Linked DNA regions of Gossypium hirsutum: region 2 is linked to region 1. Evidence: chromatin contacts called from public Hi-C data. All regions are on one chromosome and are shown on one strand. The core of a region is the stretch at or near the end of the contact, and the rest is flanking DNA. Distances in the headings are between cores, read along the strand shown. Region 1 holds the start of LOC107899414 (calcium-dependent protein kinase 1). Region 2 holds the start of LOC107899408 (RNA-binding protein CP33, chloroplastic).

What was found. Hi-C and Micro-C count contacts between places; a contact is called where the count stands out from the background.
Region 2: a contact with region 1 is called in a Hi-C map of leaf, with 2.7 times the contacts expected there. The contact joins the promoter of LOC107899408 here to the promoter of LOC107899414 in region 1. A contact is called at or near these places in 9 of 34 Hi-C or Micro-C datasets (callus, hypocotyl and leaf).

Annotation. Positions count from the first base shown.
Region 1 is chrD04:31,922,094-31,927,426 of Gossypium_hirsutum_v2.1, reverse strand. It overlaps LOC107899414 (calcium-dependent protein kinase 1), which reads left to right and starts at 3,275. Exons shown (of 7, transcript XM_016825117.2): 1 at 3,275-3,798; 2 at 4,465-4,608; 3 at 4,730-4,882. The coding sequence starts at 3,489.
Region 2 is chrD04:32,057,596-32,062,928 of Gossypium_hirsutum_v2.1, reverse strand. It overlaps LOC107899408 (RNA-binding protein CP33, chloroplastic), which reads left to right and starts at 2,210. Exons shown (of 4, transcript XM_016825113.2): 1 at 2,210-2,803; 2 at 2,924-3,025; 3 at 3,526-3,834; 4 at 3,916-4,291. The coding sequence starts at 2,348. The coding sequence ends at 4,032.

The sequences.
Region 1 (5,333 bases), core at 2,026-4,525:
AATGTTCGGGAAGAGAGAAAAAAACAAAGGGATGGATAAGGAAGGTTGACATAGTTGATCTCTTGTAAATCAAATGTGAAGAAGATTCAAAGGGAAAAAAAACAGAGGTTTAAAAGAAGAGAAGAAGGCACAAATAGAGGTGCTCATGGGCCGCGCCGGGATCAAAAAAAAATTTCGGCCCGCGTCCTAGGCCCGGACTCTGCCCGGCCCGAAATATGGGCCTGAAATTTTGTCCAGGCCCGGCCTAGGAAAAATTCCTAAGCTCGAGTCCGGCCCGACTCATTTTTTTAATAAACACCAAAATTTTATTTTAAAAATAAAAAATAAAAAAATTATTTTAAAAATATTTTAAAATAAAAAAATAAAAAATAAATATTTATTATATATTCCGGCCGGGCCGGGCCCTGCCAAAAAAGTGGTGCCTGAGGCCCAGCCCGTTTTCTAAACGGGCCTCATTTTTTGCCCAAACCCATATTTTGGGCCTATATTTTTACCCGAACCTTCCCATATTTCGGGCGGACCGTCGGGCCAGGCCGGGCCGGGCCGCCCGGCCCATGAGCACCTTTAGGCACAAGGCTCTTTAATTTTTTTTATAATATTTATAATAGTTTTAGAATTTTTACTACTTTTTTAAAAAGTAATTACTTTTATATTTTTATTTATTTTTAGAGATTTTTATTATTTTTTTAAGAATTATTGCTAAGAAAATTGTTAAAAGTATCAAAATGATATTTTAGTTATAGTTCAATGGTCAAATTAGTTATTAATCCTTTAGATTAATGTATCACGTCATCCCCTTAACAGAAGAGTGATTAAAATGTAACAATTTGATCATGTTAGAAATTATTACGTAAATTTTAAAAGTTAAGTGACTGAAATGTAATTTTAAATAAATTATAGTAACCGTTAGTATAGTTTACTGAATAATTATTTGTAGTTTAGGAGTAATTATTTTAGATAGAGCACATCCAAGTCATGCTCCGAAGGTTGTAGTCGAGGAGGCGGACATTAGGGAAGGCCTATATTGTCGTTATTTGCTTCCACATTGTGGAACGACAACACAGTGATCGACTAATTTGGTATGTGACAACCTAGCGTCGATTGATTAACCGGGCTCATGAATGTTGAGAGTGGTTTGAACACTAGCGTCGAGAATTTATTAAGCAATCCAAGACCATTAGTTTGACATGGATCCCCAATACATGGTTTAATTTAGGGCCAAGGAATTACTATTCTTTTATCGCGACGATGTGTATCCAATTTGCCCAAAGACATCGACATCGAGTAACCATCGAATTTGAAATCAGCAGTTCAAGAGCAAGCACGTGCCACGTCCGTTGATGAGCCTATGCCAAAACTGGCCCATCCTGAGCCAGACATTGGCTGGCAATCGTAGTTCTTGTTGACATTAACCTTGTCAAGGCAGTAGTCATATCCCAAATCCTCTTCAAGTTATTTTTTATTAGAGTTTATATGTTATGTACATTATAGATATTAACTTTTATAAATTTAAGAAAATAGCTATTAACTTAAAAAAACTATTTTACATTATCACTTAAAAATAATTTATTAAAAAATCAAATATTTTTATATTAAATTATTAAAAAAATTAATCCCCCAACGTAGTATCTTATTCTTAATATATATAGAGAGAGAGAGAGAGGTGAATAAAAATAGAGATATAAAGCTATAAAAGACAAAATCTCATTCTGGTTTTCCGACAAGTGATGATGAAATCTGTTTTTACTATTTTAAAATTTTGTTGTCGTCATTCACGTACGTTATAATAATCTCTAATATATAGTTTTATAAAAAAAAGAAAAGAAAAGAAAAAGGAAACAACAAAAACAGAAGGGCTCTGGTGGGGGGTTGATGAATTAGAGCCTCAGCAACCCGGGAACTCAATTGTGCGGGCCGTGAACAAGCTCCAAAAAAACTGGCGATATAAATTACCAAAAAGAATCTCAACCGTCGATCACAATGTTGGGCAACAATCATGCTTTGATAAAATAACGCCTAGATATCTTTCACTGGATCTGAGTCACAGCCTATTAGAACCCAATTAAACGCGTAAAAGATGTTGCATTTGTAACGGAAAAACCTGTCCTCTTCCTTTCTTCATTTTTCTGTTTTCTCTTTTTCTTTCTTTTTTTCCCTCTTGAAAGGGGAGAGAAGAAAAGAAAAAAAAAAAAGAAAAAGAAAGCCGGAAACTTTAGCTCTCTTTGTTTCTTCTTTGATTACATAAATTAATAAAAACCCTAATTAGGAAATCTCAAATCTCATTATATAATACCTTTTCTTTTCTCCATTTCCCTTGGCTTTTTTTAAAAAAAAAAAATTCAAATCATTGTGTTTGGCCATTGTGATTGTTTATTTACATTGGATTCTTGAAGGTTTCTTCTTCCTTGTCTTCTTTTATAACGATCATTGCTAACTGCATATTGAGGAAGGATTTGAGATTAAAGGGTCAAATAAAATTTCATTTTCTTTTTCTGTTTTTTTGATGAAATTGTTTACCATTGAATCATTGGTTTCATTGGGTTTTTCCCAAATTTAAAGGTGCTGAGGGTGGTTTGGATTGGCGAAAGCTCCATTTTGATGGTATTTTTCAGAAGCCAAAACAACAGAACCGTATAAGGATTAAGGAGAAAAGAAAATGGGAGTTTTATAATGTTATGACATTTGGGTGGTTATAGATTTCTTGGATGTTGGGAGAAGGAATTTAGGGTGTGTGGAAATTGAGAGTCGTTTCGGTTTTTCCAGATGGGAAATGTTTGTGCTACATTAGGGATCTGCTCAGTATGCGCGAGTTGTTGCGGTCCTAAACCAGCCGAAGAGGATCAAAAGAAAACCGACAACGAAGGTGAGAAGTCCGAAACTAAAGAAGCCGAAGCTGGCGCCGCAGCTGCTGACGGTGCCGAGGTTCAGAAGGACCCCCCTGAAGAGATGAAGATTGTGAAGGAAGAGAAAGGACCAGGAGAAGAGACCCTAAGCCAAAGGCAAAAATCAAAGGTTACCCAAAGACAACAATCGTCTATGACGAGGCAACAATCAATGTCAATGTCCACGCCTATGCAAAGACAACAATCAACCCTCCAAAGACAACAATCAAAGGTTACCCAAAGGCAACAATCTAAGGCTCCCCTCAAAGACTTGAATCCAAACCATCACAGGTTGCAGTTGCAGCAGCGACCGCAGCGGTGGCGGGGAAGGAAGAGGCTAAGGCTGATGCTGCGAAACCTCGGAAGCCTCATAATGTGAAGAGGCAATCATGTGCAGGGCTGAAGGTGGATGCTGTGTTGCAAACCAAGACAGGTAATTTGAAGGAATATTATAACTTGGGGAAGAAGTTAGGGCAAGGCCAGTTTGGGACAACTTTTCTTTGTGTGGAGAAAGGTACCGGGAAGGAGTATGCTTGTAAATCTATTGCCAAAAGGAAACTTGTGACTCCAGAAGATGTTGATGATGTCAAGAGGGAAATTCAGATAATGCATCACTTGGCTGGCCACCCTAATGTTGTCACCATCAAAGAGGCTTATGAGGATTCCGTGGCGGTTCATGTTGTCATGGAGCTGTGTGCCGGGGGAGAACTCTTTGATAGAATTGTACAAAGAGGGCATTATTCTGAAAGAAAGGCGGCTGAACTAGCAAGAACGATAGTTGGTGTTGTGGAAGCCTGCCACTCCATGGGAGTAATGCATAGGGATCTTAAGCCTGAAAATTTCCTTTTCGTTAATGAACAAGAGGATTCACCCCTTCAAGCCATTGATTTCGGATTATCGATATTCTTCAAGCCTGGTATGTTCAAAATCCTTGTCTTTTGGTGCTTGATTTTGGTTTATGGTCTTCTATTCTTTACTGAGTCATGACAATTTAACTGCAGAAAAGAATTTCGATATCAATGGAGTTGTCTGCAAGTTATAATTTCACTTTTTTATTGCAAAGGAAAAGGGCATTTCTCAATTAGAAATTATAATATCTTAAAAAGAACTTCATGGATAACAAAATGTTTTATCTTCACATTTACACTAAGAAATCATATTTAAATTGATGTATCGCTTCGAGTGATTATTTATTTTCTGCTAGAAGCAAATTATAACCAACTGAAACTTTATAGGTAAAATTTGAATATGATGTTCAGAATTGTATATGCAGTATACTTTGATGCTAACCGGACGTCAGTTTTTAATTACTTGAACCCAAGGTATAAGATATGGGCATGCGTCCGACATGGATATATTATTTTTTCTTAGGTTTTTAGTATATTTAGAGGATCGTTCTCCAAAACCAATGTTTGAACTTATGTCAGATTGGAAATTTAAGAAAAATAGAGTCCAGATAACATAGGTTAAAAGCCGGTTCATTTACAGGGAAAAACAAATTGGAGAATTCTCCGGAATGTTGTGAACCTGTCTGTGCAATAAGCAATGGTGTTGTTTTCTAATGAAGGTCCTATAATTTCAGGGGAAGTCTTATCTGATGTGGTTGGAAGCCCATACTATGTTGCACCCGAGGTTTTGCAGAAGCATTATGGTCCAGAAGCAGATGTGTGGAGTGCTGGAGTGATCGTTTACATTCTCTTGAGTGGGGTACCTCCATTCTGGGGTGGTAAGAATTCTTCAGATGAGATACCATTTTTGTTTCTGAAAGTTTTGAACTTTGTACTTTGAGCCTTTTTTTCAACATTTGGTCAATTTCTGTGTGTTATTTTTCTTCTTTTTATATACAGAAACTGAACAAGAGATATTTGAAGAGGTTTTGCATGGTGAGCTTGACTTCACATCTGATCCTTGGCCTAACATCTCTGAAAGTGCCAAAGATTTAGTGAAAAAAATGCTTGTCAGAGATGCTAAAAAGCGCATAACTGCACATGAAGTACTGCGTAAGTCTTTTTTCTTTTTGCTTGGGAATAGGTTAATATTATTAAAAACAAAGAGCAGAAACACTGCCGTGTCGATTACAATCTCAGACTAGACTACATATCCCAGCATGGAACAAAGTCATAAACAAGCTGGAATAAGTAATGGATAACTTGGATGTTGATAACATGATTGAGGCTAGCTTTAATTCTCAGTTAATATTTGCTTTTCGATCTTTTTCATGTTTTTCGGTGGTTATAATAGCTTTAGGATAATGTGGGAGGCCATAATTTCATTTCCTACTAATCTAAACCATCATCTTTGTTCACCATTGCTATGGCCAAACTGTTATCAAGGATTCAGATTTTACAGTTGGGGTTTCATAAAATTCTAAGACTATTGCTTTAACAAGATGATTCTTTGGTGTTAGACTATGGAATTTCAGAAAGTTGCTAATTTATTTTGGTTCCTTTC
Region 2 (5,333 bases), core at 961-3,460, 140 kb before region 1:
AAAACTAGAAGGGCTCGGGCTGCTTGGCGTGTGGTCAAAATTCAATTTTTTTCAGAGAACAGAATGAAATGTAAAATGTTAGCAAATAAAAAACCTTTCTTGTATAAGGATGTCAGGCAATGGAAAAGCACCGACACAGATCTTCCCCTCTCGTACTGGTGTCAACGGAATACGAACTGTCAAGACATCGTTGTTCGAAAATGGACACAGATGACTGGCGGTCGGCGAGCAGATGAAGAAGAAGAAGCAGTCTACTGATGAGTGATGAAGAAGAAGCAGTTGTGGTGGCCGAAAGGAAGGAAAAAGTTATGGAATCAGAAGAAATCAGAAGAAGCAGTTAGAAGGGTAAAACAGGGTAGAAGAAATTGGGAGAACTTAATACGTAGCAAAACTGAGCTTTCCTTCCGGAATAGAAATCGGTGGATTTTGAGGATTAGGTCTGTAATGTATTAGACCCGTAATAGCAGATTAAAGGGGGATTAAGCGGGGCCACCGATTAGGGGTGTAATGGCTATGCCAATACACCCAACCAAACATGCTGTTAGGTTTGAATTTTTCATGATTTTGTTAATAAAATAAATTTAATGGTAATTGTGAATTTATTTAATCTTGTGTTTAATTTATCAAATACAATATGCTTGATATGATTTAATTCGAGTTTTAAGGTTGATCTGATGAAAGTTAATTCTTAATATTATTAGTTAACTATAAATTTTCATCAACTTAACTCTAAAACCCAAATTTTATACTAAAAAGTTAGCACTGTTAGAGGTAAGCAAAACTCGAGTCGACTCGAAAAAATCAAAAAAAAATTCGAATTTCGAGTTAAACGAATCGAGTTATTCAAGTTAACTCGAATTTTTTTCGAATTTCGAGTTCGAATCGAGTTGAGTTTTCGAATTCGAATAACTCGAATAACTCGAATAACTCGAATAATTCGAATATCAAACTATAATATTTTACATTTTTACCCCAAACTCCCAAACCTTTTTACTTTTCCCTCCAAACTTTTACTCCTTCCCACTTTCCCTCCAAAACTTTTACTCCCCTCCCCTCCCAACCCCCCAATCTACCCAAAATCCATTTCCCACCAAAATTTTACTCTCCCATTTATTTTTTCTCAAAATTTTACTCCCCAAAACCCTCAAAACCTTTTATTTTCCCCCAAAATTTTTACTCCCTCCCACTTTTTCCCTAAAACTTTTATTCCCTTCTCATCCCACCTCCCATCTATCCCAAACCCTCCCCCCTCCAATTTTTTTTTAATATTTTCCCTCCAAAATTTTACTCCCCCCTATTTACTTTCCCTCAAACTTTTATTCCCCAAAACTTTTTACTTTTCCCCTAAACTTTTACTTCTCACCCTTTACTCTCAAATACAAAATCAATTTATCCAAAAAAAATCACTAAACATAAATAGTAATAATTTTATTTATATCTACTATTTATATTATTAAATTAAATTTCACATTTTATATTATTTATATTATTGAATTGTTTAGTCATATTGAATATTTATATTAAAATTGAATTATTAATTATGCCATAAAATATTCGTGTTAAAATTTTATATTGGTATCAATTTCACATTTTATTTTTAAAATAACTTTTATTAAACAATCATATTTTTACATTTAATATATTTTTTAATTCTAAAATACATAGTGACAAAAATATGAAGATAATTGAAACAACTAAGCAAACAAAGAAGCTAACCAGTATATAAAAAATTAATAAATAAACTATGAAGTGATGAAAGTTAATAAAAAATTTGATTAAGGTGGACGAATTTTATTACGATGGGTGACAATGGTTACAAGGACCCAAAATTATTTTTTAAAATTTAACTCGAACTAATATATTCGATTCGATTTGATTCAAATTCCATCTCACACGACTCAATTCGAGAAAACTTCAAATAAAGTTAGGATGATAAAATGAGATTCGAAAACTCGATTAACTTGAAAATTTTCGATTCGATTCGATTCGATTCGATCGAATGCTCACCCCTAAGCACGGTTACCTTTATGTACCAAAATGTTTAATTTTTATCAAATACAATACTAAATTATTTATTAAACCAAAGGAAAATTGCAAAGGAAATCCCTAAAGAAACATAATGGGTTCATGTTTTACTAGTTTCATGTGGCCCAACTAGAATCCAACCCAAAGTCGATAATCCAGATTCTGGACCAACACCAACGAAGGACACTTCAATGGAAAGACAGAAAAAAATACTGCCGAACCTTATCCATCTTCCAGCCATTTCCCATTTTAATTCCTTTCAGAATATCCCATTTCTTTTCATTGTTTCCATTGGTCATCCATTTCTTCTCTTTGGAGAAATATGTCAGCTCCTACACTCTCCATGGCAGCCGGTGTTGCAGCTGTCTCTTCTTCACTCTACAATAACACCAAACCCTCCTCTCTTTTTTCTTCATCAATTCACTTCCTTCCTTCAAGACTTAGCTCTAAGCAGTTAAAACCTTCCAACCTCAAAACCCAAAGCCTCAATTCCCTTCCTTTGTCTCTTAACTTATCTCTCCCACGTCTGCCCTGCTTTTCAGCAGCTTTTGACAGCTTTCAAGTTAATGAAGATGACCAAAGCAGTGGAGAAGAATACTCAGAAACAGAAACTCAAGACCTTGAAGAACAACGACAACAAGAGGAAGCTGAAGAAGATAAGGTTTCAGAGTCTGGCGGTGAAGAAGGAAAGTTGTATGTTGGGAATTTGCCTTATTCAATGACTTCTTCTGAGTTAACTGAGATTTTTAGTGAGGCTGGTAGTGTTGCTAAAGTGGAGGTTTGTGGATTTTTTTTTCTTATTGTTTACCATTCGATTTTGGGTTATCCTACTTTATTTTCCTTGTTCTTTTTTTTTTCTTTGGCTAATGGTTTTTTCTTGTTTAATTTTGTTTAATAGATTGTTTATGATCGAGTTACGGATAGGAGCAGGGGATTTGGCTTTGTAACAATGGGGAGCGTTGATGAGGCCAAAGAAGCAATTAGACTGTTTGATGGATCTGTAAGTTCAATAATAGAGTTTTATTTTGACTTTCTACATTAGCCATTGCTTGAACCTTCAATTCCCAATGAAATATTATAAATGTATAGACGAAAAGACCATAAAGTAGCTTCTCCTTCTTTTTATCACTAATTTGTTTGCATTGCCTGATTAAACATTTGGTGTTGACTGTTAGAAGTACTTCAGTTTGAATTCCGGTTTTAATCATTATCTCAACTTAGTCTTAGATTAACTATGTTTATCTGTTATGATATCAGAGCAAATATTGCTCTAAAGAGCTAATATTTGGATCCTGCATGATTGATCTTCTTCTAACGGTCAACACTCCTAAAACCACACAAAAACCCTCTACTCTTCCATCCTCTAATGTCAGATTCAATTAGATTATATGATTATTAGGTTTTCAATTGAAGGGTATTTATTTGATTTTTGGAGCACCATTTATGTGGGATATTCCATTTTGACTTACTAGTAAACTGTTTGTTCCTAATTGCTAACAGCAAGTCGGAGGTCGGACAGTGAAGGTGAACTTCCCGGAGGTCCCAAGAGGAGGTGAGAGGGAAGTAATGGGACCAAGGATTCGGAGAAGTTACACAAGCTTTATCGACAGCCCTTACAAGATCTATGCGGGAAACCTAGGTTGGCGTGTCACTTCAGAAGGTCTCAGAGACGCATTTGATAGCCAACCAGGCTTGTTGAGTGCTAAAGTCATCTATGAAAAGGACACAGGAAGGTCTCGTGGTTTCGGATTCATTTCCTTTGAGTCAGCAGAGACCGTTGAGTCTGCGCTAACTGCCACGAATGGAGTGGTAAGAGTCTGTTACTGAATAACTCAGCATTGAAGTTTGTTTCCCTTTTTAATGTGTGTTTCAATATGGTCATGCTTGTAGGAGGTTGAAGGTCGACCTCTACGATTAAATATGGCTGCAGATAGAGCTCCACGTACTCCTTTGCCTGCCGAAAATAGTCTTGAAAGCAGCGAATTGGTTTCAGGCGTCACTGTTTGATAGGTATACTAAAACAAATAGGTGATTTTGAAAGGAGGATCTAGAAAATTATGCAGATATATTACCTTTCACTTCCAGATTATGTTTCCATAAATATCATTTTCCACCTTATTCAAGAACTGATTAAAAATGTGTTGCATGTAAATCATAGAGCGAAGGGAGATGATTCACTCGACTTCTAAATTTTGGACTATATGTAGTTCTACATTGTTTGAGTTATGCATATTATGACAATTCCAAAAGCAAAAATTCCCATAGACATCCATTCTGATTTGGTTAGATAGTCACTTTGATTCTTTCTTGTTGCACTAAGGTTGAGTTGGCCAATTATGAACTTTGGGTCTTGATAAATTTCTTGGCAATTCCCATGAACCATGATTTGCCTAACGCACGAAATACCTAAAATTGCAACCAGAAATACCTGCAAGTGTTCTAGCTGAGCAATGTCACGGATATCTTTTGAGCAAACCCCTCGGATTCCTTGGGGGTCCAATATGGAGCGGTAAGGTGTGGTCTTGGTCTTGAGAATTTTCGGTCAAGACCGGGACATCAGCATCCTGAGTACGCATCTTGATGACAGGACAGGGGTCTTAGTGAACTTCTGGCTAGACCAATCCTTCATTGGCGGAGAATGATAAATTTGTTTGGAGAGATGACACAGAGAAACTTCTCAATAAAAAAGGTATACGAATTCCTTTGGGAGGAATGGTGATAATAACAAGAAGTGGAAAGCCCTTTGGAAACTCAACCTACCCTTGGAAAATTTGTAACCATTATCTCCTGCGACAGGCAATACGTCTCTTCCTCGAGGGCCATATGGTTTGGATGCCCTCTCTTGCTAGCCTTAAATTTTAACTATCATCTTTAAAAATTTTAGAATTTTATCTTGAGTATTTAACAAATATATGTGCATTAGGAGTACATAATAAATTAAAATTTGAAAGAAGCTGATCGTATTGTTTATTAGTTGATATGCCGAATGCTGTTTATTTCCTTAAGCCAACATTCAGAGTTTCAATTTCTTAATATATTAAAATATGACAAAAGCTTATCGTATCAGTTAAAGTGGTGTTGCATTTTTTTAATGTTTTGTTTTATTTTTTGAATTTTTTCATTTTTTTTTTAAATTTTTATACTTCTTTATTCATTTTGAATAAATATAGAGACATGATTGTTTAAATTTAAATCAACATGGAGAACCACATTCCAAATATGTATTTTTATAATTTATTTGAAATTATTTTAGAAAAGATTTTTGGCATTTAAACCAAAGTGTTAAGTGGCAGCTACCATTTATTTAA